Linked DNA regions of Sus scrofa: region 1 is linked to region 2. A link is a contact called in public Hi-C data. All regions are on one chromosome and are shown on one strand. The core of a region is the stretch at or near the end of the contact, and the rest is flanking DNA. Distances in the headings are between cores, read along the strand shown.

Region 1 (4,918 bases), core at 1,651-4,150, 240 kb after region 2:
ATCTATGACAATGAAGACAAGAATATACAATGGAGAAAAGACAGTCTCTTCAATAAGTAGTGCTGGGGAAAATGTACAGCTATATATAAAAGAATGAAATTAGGACACTCTCTACCATACACAAAAATACTCTCAAAATGGATTAAATGCATAAAAATAAACTCAAAACAGTCTAAATATAAGACTGGATACTATAAAACTCTTAGAGGAAAACAGGCTGAACACTCTTTGGCATAAACCGCAGTAATACCTTCTCAGATTCACCCCTAGAGTAGTGAAAATAAAAACAAAAATAAACAAATGGGACCTAAATAAACTTAAAAGTTTTTGCACAGCAAAGGAAACCATAAACAAAATGAAAAGACAACCCACAGAATGGGAGAAAATACTTGCAAATGAAGTGACGGACAAGGTATTATTTCCAAAATATACAAACCTACTGCAGCACAATTAAAAAAAAAAAAAAAAAAAAAAAACAAAACAAAAAAAACAGGAGTTCCCATTGTGGCTCAGCAGGTTAAGAACCCAGCTAGTATCCATGAGGCTGCGGGTTCGACCCCTGGCCTTGCTCAGTGGGTTAAAGGATCCAGTGTTGCCATGAGCTGTGGTGTAGGTTGCAGATGCAGCTCGGATCCAGTGTTGCTGTGGTGTAGGCCAGCAGCTGCAGCTCTGATTGAACCCCTAGCCCAGGAACTTCCACACGCTGTTCCTGTGACTCTAACCCACCCCCCAAAAAAAACAAAAAAACCCAAACAACCCAATCAAAAAATGAGCAGAAGATCTAAATAAGCATTTCTCCAAAGAAGACATACAGATAGCCAAAAACCACATGAAAAGATACTCAACATCACTAATTACTAGAGAAATGCAAATCAAAACTACTACAAGTTACCATCTTACACCAGCCAGAATGGTCATCATCAAAAACCCTACAAACAGGAGTTCCCATTGTGGTTCAGCAGGTTAAGAATCCAACTAGAGGAGTTCCCGTCGTGGCGCAGTGGTTAACGAATCTGACTAGGAACCATGAGGTTGCGGGTTTGATCCCTGGCATTGCTTAGTGGGTTAAAGATCCGGCGTTGCTGTGAGCTGTAGTGTAGGTTGCAGACGCGGCTCGGATCCAGCATTGCTGTGGCTCTGGTGTAGGCTGGCGGCTACAGCTCCAATTAGACCCCTAGCCTGGGAACCTCCATATGCCTCGGGAGCGGCCCAAGATTATGGCAAAAAGACAAAAAAAAAAAAAAAAAAAAAAAAAAGAATCCAACTAGAATCCTAGAGGATGTGGGTTGAATCCATGGCCTTGCTCAGTGAGTTAAACATTGCTATGAGCTGCAGCATAAGTTGCAACACAGCCCATGTTGCTGTGGCTGTGGCGTGGGCCAACAGCTACAGCGCCAACTCCACCCCTAGCCTGGGAACTTCCATATGCTGCAGGTGTGGCCCTAAAAAGCCAAAAAACAAAAACAAAACAAAACAAAAAAAACTGCAATCTAAAAATAGAACTACCAGGAGTTCCTGTGGTGGCTCGGTGGTTAAGGAATCCAACTAAGAACCATGAGGTCGTGGGTTCGATCCCTGCCCTTGCTCAGTGGGTTAAGGATTCAGCGTTGCTGAGAGCTGTGGTGTAGGTCGCAGACACGGCTCAGATCCCAAGTTGCTGTGGCTCTGGCGTAGGCTGGCAGCTACAGCTTCGATTCGACCCCTAGCCTAGGAACCTCCACATGCCACAGGAGCGGCCCTAGAAAAGGCAATAAATAAATAAATAAATAAAATTTAAAAAATAGAACTACCATCTGATCCAGCAATCCCACTCCTGAACATCTATCAGGAGAAAACCGTAATTCAGAAAGATACCTGTACGCCAAAGTTCACTGCAGCACTATTTATAATAGCCAAGACCTGGAAGGAACCTAAATGCTCATTGAAAGAGGAATGGATGAAGAAGATGTGGTACATATAATACAGTGGAGTATTAGCCGTAAAAAAGAATGAAATAAAGCCATTTGCAGCAACATGGATGGACCTGGAGATTGTCATACTAATTGAAGTTAGACAGTGAAAGACAAACATCATATGATATCATTTACATGTGGAATCTTAAAAAGGATACAAATGAACTCGTTTGCAGAAGGGGACAGGTGGGAGGCAGGGAGGGAGGGACTGGGGGTTTGGGATTAGCATATGGGCACCGAGGTATATGGAATGATTAGCCAATGGGGACCTACTGTATAGCACAGAGGACTCTACCCAATATCTTGTGATAATCTAGGTGGTAAAAGAATCTGAAAGAGAACTGATGTGTATGCATGTATAACTGAATCACTCTGTTGTACAGCACAAAGAATCACAACGCTGTAAATCAACTAAAGTAAAACTTTAAAAAAATGGGGAAAAAAAATCCCTACCTAACTATTAAGACTCTGCATGCTGTAAATCCCACGATTTTGTATACTCTGTCCTTCCACGGTTTCTATAGGTTAAATTTACCCTGATCAGACCAAGAGGAGGGATCAAGGAGTTGGAAGACTAAAAAAAGCATACAGGCACATTCCTGTGGACAAGAAGTTTACATTCTAGTAAGAGAACAGGAATAAAAAGTAGCCTTAACACAACGCCCTGTGAAATGAGGGATGTGAGTTCCTCAAGGGTAGCTATATCGACAACTGTAAAAAATGTAACCAATGTTTTTGGGAGCTCACCACGTACCAGACACTGGGCTTTACAATCCTCACAAAAACACCGCAGTAGGGATTAGTAGTCCTATTTTACAGATGAGGCTGAACAGTATTAAACACCTGTCGTAGGTCACATGATGCCTGGAACTTGGATCTGTCTTCCTCCAAATCACCACTTTAGACCAGTCAAGATCAAGGGACAAGGATGAACACACCCTAGCGGAGCTGCAGAAGCCAAGAAGGAGATTTAGCAAAAGGACTCCAGGTCGTGGCAGCGGGTAGGCAGGAGCCGGGCGGGGTTGGGGGAGGTCGGGCCTCAGCCTCCGAGTTCCGCAGATTGTTCCGCAGGGGCCGAGAGCCGTTGTACCCAGGCCGCCAGCACTGCCGCCAGACCCCTAGGCAACTCAGGCTTCCGCTCTGGGCCACACGTGGGGCCCCGTTCCTGGGAGAGAGCATCTGATTGGTCCGCTCGGTCAGGTGGCTCCCGCAGGCCAATCAGCAGCAGCCAAGCCGTGGACCGCGCGAGCTGTTCTGCCCGCGTGGAGCTTCGGAAATGGTGATTTTATGCGCTGGGCAGCGCTAGGAAAAGGCCACCCATACCTGGTAATATCTGGCTTGCCCCAGATGTCTCCAGGGTTTGCACTGGCCTTTTGCGCCTATTTGTCTGAATTCGCCATTAGCCTGGCCCCGTTGCTCAGAGATAGAAAAGAGGACTGGGCCGGCCCTCCTCTTGGGCCCTGAGTCCCGCCTTAATGCTTCCTTCAGCTTTTGTGCATCTTTCTCATTTCATTCCTCTGGAGCTGCAATACTTCCTGTCTTCTTACGCCTTCCCGGCAGCCTACAAACGGTGCACTTTCTCCCTCTATTAAAAGAAAGATCTGGAGTTCCCATCGTGGCTCGGTGGTTAATGAACCCCACCAGCGTCCATGAGGGCGTAGGTTCAATCCCTGGCCTCGCTCAGTGGGTTAAGGATCTGGCGTTGCCGGTGGCTACAGCTCCAATTCAACCCCTAGCCTGGGAACCTCCATATGCGGGAGGTGCAGCCCTAAAAGACAAAAAGAAAGACAGAAAAGTCTTTCAGCTCAGCCCTGCCTCTTCTCTCCTCTGCTCACCATGGCCTCCCTTTCTCATCTCTTCACTGGTCCCATTGGCTTCAGATCACCAGCAGTCCCACTCTCTGGTGGCATTTCAAAACCTTTTCTGCTCCACTTTGCAGCATGTGACTCTGTTGACCCTTTGGAACCAACAGGGTTTCCAGAAGCCCCCACTTTTTTCCCCCCTTCTTTCTTTTGGCCACCCTGCAGCCTGTGGAGTTCCCAGGCTAGAGATCAGATCCAAGCCACAGCTGCTACTTAAATCACAGGTGCAGCAATGCAGGATCCTTCACCCACTGTGCTGGGCCAGGAATTGAACCTGCAGTCTGGCGCTGCTAACGCCGATCCCTTTGTGCCACAGCAGGAACTCCCAGAAGCACCACCCGACACACTCTTGTCTAGTCCCTTCCTACCTCTTTCCCAAGCCCTTCTACATCCTGCCCTATCATAAGCATGCCTCCCATTTTTCCTGTCTGGCAGACAGAGGCTCAGTTTGTTGATTGTTTGCCCAGACTCCCTGAGGATCTCGTCTGGCCACTGGCACCCCCTAAATGCCAGTAATTTCTGAACCTCAATCTAGCTGAAAAGAGCTCCAGACTCACTATCTGCATGTCTTATGTGTACTTAAGGTAGATATTTCATTCATTAAATACTTATTAAGGAGATCCCTTGGTGGCTCAGTGGAAACCAATCCAACTAGGAATCATGAGGTTTTGGGTTCGAGCCCTAGTCTCACTCAGTGGGTTGAGGATCTGGCATTGCTGAGAGCTGTAGTGTAGGTCGTAGACGCAGCTCAGATTCTGCCTTGCTGTGGCTGTGGTGTAGGCCAGCAGGTGTAGCTCTGATTGGACCCCTAGCCTGGGAACCTCTAAATGCTGCAGGTACTGTTCTAAAAAGAAAAAAAAATGCTTATTAAGCTATACGGGCTTATTTACAGCATAAGTATTTTATGCTTTTTTTTTTAGCCAGGCTATGACATGTGGAAGTTCCCAGGCTAGGGGTTGAACATGTGCCACAGCAGCAATCCAAGCCACTGCAGTGACAATGCCAGGTCCTTAACCTGCTGAGCCACAGGGGAACTCCTATAGTGTATTTTAAAACACATATTTATATATAAAGTAAGTATATAAGCTTATTGCTGTGTGCCAT
Region 2 (4,955 bases), core at 1,506-4,005:
TCTCCAGGCTTCAGCCTCTCCAGCCCTTGAGCTCTGTCCCTGTTCACACACCCTGTTTTCCTGCATGCATTCCTTTCCCCACGCTGTTCCCTCCTCTGGCTGGCACATCTTTTTAGGACATCGTCAATGCCAACTATGCAGGAAGTGAGTGGTGAAGTTAGTTCTCCCTCCCAGGTCCGCCTCCAGCTTTCTCTATCCCTGACCCCACCCTCCACTCTCACCCAAACCTGGATTTGATTCTGCTCTTCGTGCCTGTGCCTTTGCTGTCCTCCAACAGACCCAGAGCTGTTTGAGGGCCAGGGATAGGGTGACGGGCCTGGGTCTTGATGCCCCGGATAGGGCCAGCACTGAGCGAGCCCTGAGGAGGGGTTGCTGAATGAATGAGTGAGTGACCAAATGAAGGGGCGAGATTGGGGCTGTATGGAGGCATGTCTGGGAGGGGCTGAGAGCCATCTCTAAGTGACAGGTTTCATTGCAGCTGCCTGACTAGCTGAGTGGCAGAAAGATGAGGCTGACACATGAAGCTGCCTTGGCAGGGAACGATGGTGGTGGCGGGTGCGGGTGGCGGCAGGGGGAGGTGGGGGAGGACAGAGCCAGGCAGTTCTGGGGGGTGGAGGGGCCCTGGCACGGAGTCAGATTGGTCCATTCAAACGTGACTCCCTCTACTTGCCAGCTGCCCTCAGCTTGTCATGTACTCCATTGAGCTTCCGTCAAGAGGCAGCTCATGGAAGGAGACTGACAGCTGGCCCACAGATGCTGATGCCTGTTGTCCCTCCCTGTCTCAGCTGAGCATGGTCTCAGAAAGCTGCCCAATGGCCAGCAAGTGGCCAAGCAGTAACCCTTGGGATTCCAAGAGGCAGCACAGAGAGTTTAGAATGAGCCTGGGAAGAGCAAAGATAAAGCTGCGTGTGAAAGTCTCGGAAAGGGGCCAGGGCATCTGTGGGCTTGCCAGGGCTGGGAGCAGAGCTTGGGTGCCCTCCCTCCTCTGAATGACCTTCGAGCATAGTATCTATGTGTTGACATGGGACGGGCAAGGGCTGGATCTGTCTCTGGCCCCCTCAGCTGCCCTGCTGTTCTGGGCACTGCTTGGAAGCATCTACCCAGCTGCCCTCTGGGGTGGGTGTGGGAGTGGGCATGTTCCCCCTTGGCCTGGATGCCCGGGGAGGAGTGAGCCAAGTGTCATGCCTCCGGAGTGGGAATGCGAGGCCCACCGGTGCTTGAACTTTCAAAGTTAGGTTGATGGTATAGATAGCGGTAGGGGGGAGGGATTGGGCCAGCTTGGAGGGGTTCATCTCTCTCCCACCCAATAAAGAGATGCTGGAGGAAGGGGTGTAGAGATAGGTCTTGGGAATTAGGAGGAGGAGCGGGGGTTGAGGTGGTGGCTCAGCTTCATGGTGAAGCAGAGTGTCCTTGAAGAGGGGCTGAGAATGGAGTGGGGGGCATTGGGGCTGACAGTTATAGAACCCCCACAATGGATCAGGGGCCTCATATTCATCATTTGGCTTAATCATCTAAACAAGCCTTTGAAATCCATTCCAAACTTCTCATTTTTATAGAGGAAGAATCTGAGGGTCAGAGAGGACCCTCTAGCCAGGGACAACTGAGCTGAGATTGGAAACCACATCTCTCTGGACCCACTGGCTTTGTCCCACAGTACTAGGCTGGGGCTGTGTAAGAAACTAGGACACTGTCTGGACTTCCCAGAGTTTTTAGGAGGGACTGGGGTTCTGCCAAGTGGGCTGTTGTCCTAGGGATAGAAGAAGAGAAGCCCCGGCACAGCCTGTCTCATCTGCTGAATGAATAAAGAAGCTGGACTCTAAGAGCAGCTCTAACCCAGATGCCAAACAGCCAGGGAGAGGTTTGGGGGAGGGGGCAGCAGCCAGGGGCATCCCAGTACCCAGCTCCCCCTACCTTTCCTAGTGGTCCAGGAATAGAACAGACAGAAGCTGTATCAACTTGGCCTGACCCTGCAGACCCATCCCTGGCTGCCAAAGGGCTCCTAGTTCTGGCAGGAAGCCTCGGGAACAGGTCTAGGGGGAGGGCAGTGACCCAGCAAGGGCTGCCCCTTACCTGACCTTGAGCATCAGGACATGGGGGGCGATATTGCTGAGGCCGAGTGAGGTATGGGAGCTCAGGCCAGTATAGGGGGTGTCAAGGGGCAAAGGCCATGCCCAGTCTCCCTGCTACCCCAGGTGATGCCAAAGTAGCAAGGAAGAGAGCAGTGGGGACTGGGCCAGAAGCCTCTCCTCTAGTCTCATCCCCAGGGCGGCCCCAGGTCCCCCAGCAGAGCCATCTGGAAGGTCCTGTGGTGAGGGCACCAGGTCCCACCACCTGCTGCTATCTGTCCCCAACTTCTCCCGCCCGCTGGCAGCACACAGGCTGTTGCCCAGCCCTACCGGGTGTGCCTCTCGGGCTCCACCCTGGGTGTACCCACCTCCTCCCCGTGGGCCTGGCCTAGAGCCCACACTCACCATGCGTCCGTTGGGGACGCCCAGGTGCTTGGGCTTCCCCGGCATGCCGCTGCTCTTCACGGGTCCCTGCCACGGGAGGCGCCCACCATGGGGACTTCGGGCAGCGCCGGTCAGAGCTTTCACGGTGATGGGCAGGCGGCAGAGAGAGCCCAGCTCCGCTCCTGCGGGCCCTCACATCCTGAAACACCAGCTCACTACCTCTTTTCTCTGCCACAGGAAGCGTCTCTATAGAAACCGAACCACAGAAAGAAGCAAGGTCTAAGAGAGCGAATGCTTCTTCCTACATTCACACACACACACACACACACACACACACACACATGCACACGCACACGCACACACACATTCACGCGCCCGCGCGCACATGCTGCCAACACACCCTTGGCAGTGCTCTACTCAGGCACCAACACAGAGCAGGGGCCTCTGTGTGCCCAGCGAGGAGCCCAGCCTGGTCTGGCGCAGACCGGGGAGCTCCATAGGCATGTCTGGGCACAGAAGTGCCTGTTCACACACCTGGAAAACTTTGTACACCCTGCTGGGGCTTCTGTGGACATGGGAACTTGTGCACCAGGACCTGAATGTCCACTCGTCTACATTACTCAGCACACACCTATCCCACACCTGCTGTGTGCTGAGCATGCACACACTCAGTGCCCCTCCCCCTGGCAGCTGGGTGCATTACTACCTCTGTCCTGAGACACCTTTGGGCTCTCCCTCCCAGGTCTATGCCCAGGTGTACAGACAAATGGATACATCTCATGCATGGTCACATACACACAAGATCCTTCAGGTGTGCGGGTTCTCCCTTGTCAGGTATACCTGGGCCTTCAGTCATGAGTGTGCCCAGTCCCTCGGACAGATGCATGTGACAGGCACACCTGCACAAGGCACATATGAACCCAGTGACCTTTGCAACCAGGTGTGCACGTGCTTGCCCAGCTGGGCAGGGAATGGACCAGGTGCATCTGTGCCCAAAGATGTGTGTGTGCATTCATAGTCACTCATAAAAGTCCCACTTTTGTGAAGTACTGTTGACTGAAGAGGGGTAGTCTGCCTCCTCAGCCCTGGCCCAGTCCCAGTCCCTTTAGCCAGGGTCCTTATTGGCTTTTTTTTGCCCCCCCCCCTTTTAGGGCCACACCCATGGCATATGGAGGTTCCCAGGCTTTGAGTCGAGTTGGAGCTACAGCTTCTGGCCTACACCACAGGCACAGCAATGTGGGATCCGAGTCACATTTGCAACCTACACCACAGCTCATGGCAACACCAGACCCACTGAGCAAGGTCAGGGACTGAACCCGCATCCTCACGGATACTAGTTGGATTCATTTCTGCTGTGCCACAGTGGGAATTCCCTTTCCCTTTTTTTCCTTTTTTTTTTTTTGGCCATGCCTGTGTCATGCAGAAGTTTTTGGGCCAGGGATCGAACCTGAACTACAGCAGTGACCTGACCCATGACAATGATAATGCCAGATCCTTAACCCACTGAGCCGCCAGGGAAATCCCTGGCCTCTTTCTTACATATGTATGTACCCACGAAGACTTGTATTTTACTGAAGTTTGGGCTTTCCTAGAGCCCTGAAGTTACCAGGCACTACAGTTTGGGCCCCACTTTCTGCAAGGAAAAGGTGACACCCCATCTTTCGTATTCTACCCTCTATTCCACTCCCCCTTCCTTCTAAGGCCATGACTTGAATATTTCAGAAGCAGAAAATAAGTGACTCTTCACCATAAATTCAGGTCCTTTTCCTCCTGGGCACATTGCTAAACTTTAATTTCCCAGGCTTCCTCACAGTCAGGTGTGGCTATGTGCTGCCTAGTTCCTACCAACTGAACGCGAGTGGAGTGATGACGTGTACCAAGGCTATCGGGTGCTCTGTGCCCTCTGCCTTCTCTCCTTCCCCTTTAGCTGGCTGGATACAGGAGATGACGAAGCCCTAGGGGATGGTGGAGCCGTAAGAAGGAAGGAGCCTGGGCCTCTGCATTTGTGTAAGAAGGCAAGTCCACAGGCACCAAAAACACAAGCTTTGGACAGTTAAGGGAGAGAGAAAAATTATCTTGTTCAAGCCATTGTATACATTAGGGTTTACTTTTTTTTGGTCTTTTGTGTTTTTAGGGCCGTACCTGCAGCACATGGAGGTTCCCAGGCTAGGGGTCTAATCAGAGTTGTAGCTGCCGGCCTACACCACAGCCACAGCAACTCTGGACCCTTAACCCACTGAGCGAGGCCAGGGATCGAACCCACAATCTCATGGTTCCTAGTCCGATTAGGTTCTGCTGCACCAGGAGGGGAACTCGCATTAGGGTTTACCTGTTGTAGCAGCTAGTGTTATCCTAGTTAATACACCTCTTACCCAGTCCTAACTCACCTTTTTCTAGACACCTTGCTCCAGCCCACCTAGATAGAGGGTGGTGTGTGTATTGGAGGTTGCTTTGGGGCCTAATGCAATGCCAATGGTGGTCTTAATAAGGTGTGTGACAGTGTCA

The links. A called contact is a pair of places that touch in the nucleus more often than the background predicts.
Region 1: a contact with region 2 is called in a Hi-C map of undifferentiated spermatogonia, with 1.7 times the contacts expected there. The contact joins the enhancer-like site here to the promoter of RGS14 in region 2. A contact is called at or near these places in 8 of 47 Hi-C or Micro-C datasets (alveolar macrophages, embryonic fibroblasts, mesenteric adipose tissue and 4 more) and 1 of 2 datasets of contacts at active chromatin or transcription factors (skeletal muscle).

Annotation. Positions count from the first base shown.
Region 1 is chr2:80,822,476-80,827,393 of Sscrofa11.1, forward strand. No RefSeq gene overlaps it. Among named protein-coding and RNA genes, the nearest start is that of NSD1, 16 kb to the left of the region's middle. Within about 2 kb of position 2,901, at least 51 of the 83 cell types and tissues checked have an H3K27ac peak or open chromatin away from gene starts, as enhancers often do. A contact at or near this core is called in alveolar macrophages, retroperitoneal adipose tissue, skeletal muscle and 2 more, where this site is marked.
Region 2 is chr2:80,587,243-80,592,197 of Sscrofa11.1, forward strand. RGS14 (regulator of G-protein signaling 14) reads right to left here and starts at 2,756. Exons shown (of 15, transcript XM_005661452.3): 1 at 2,472-2,756. The coding sequence starts at 2,516.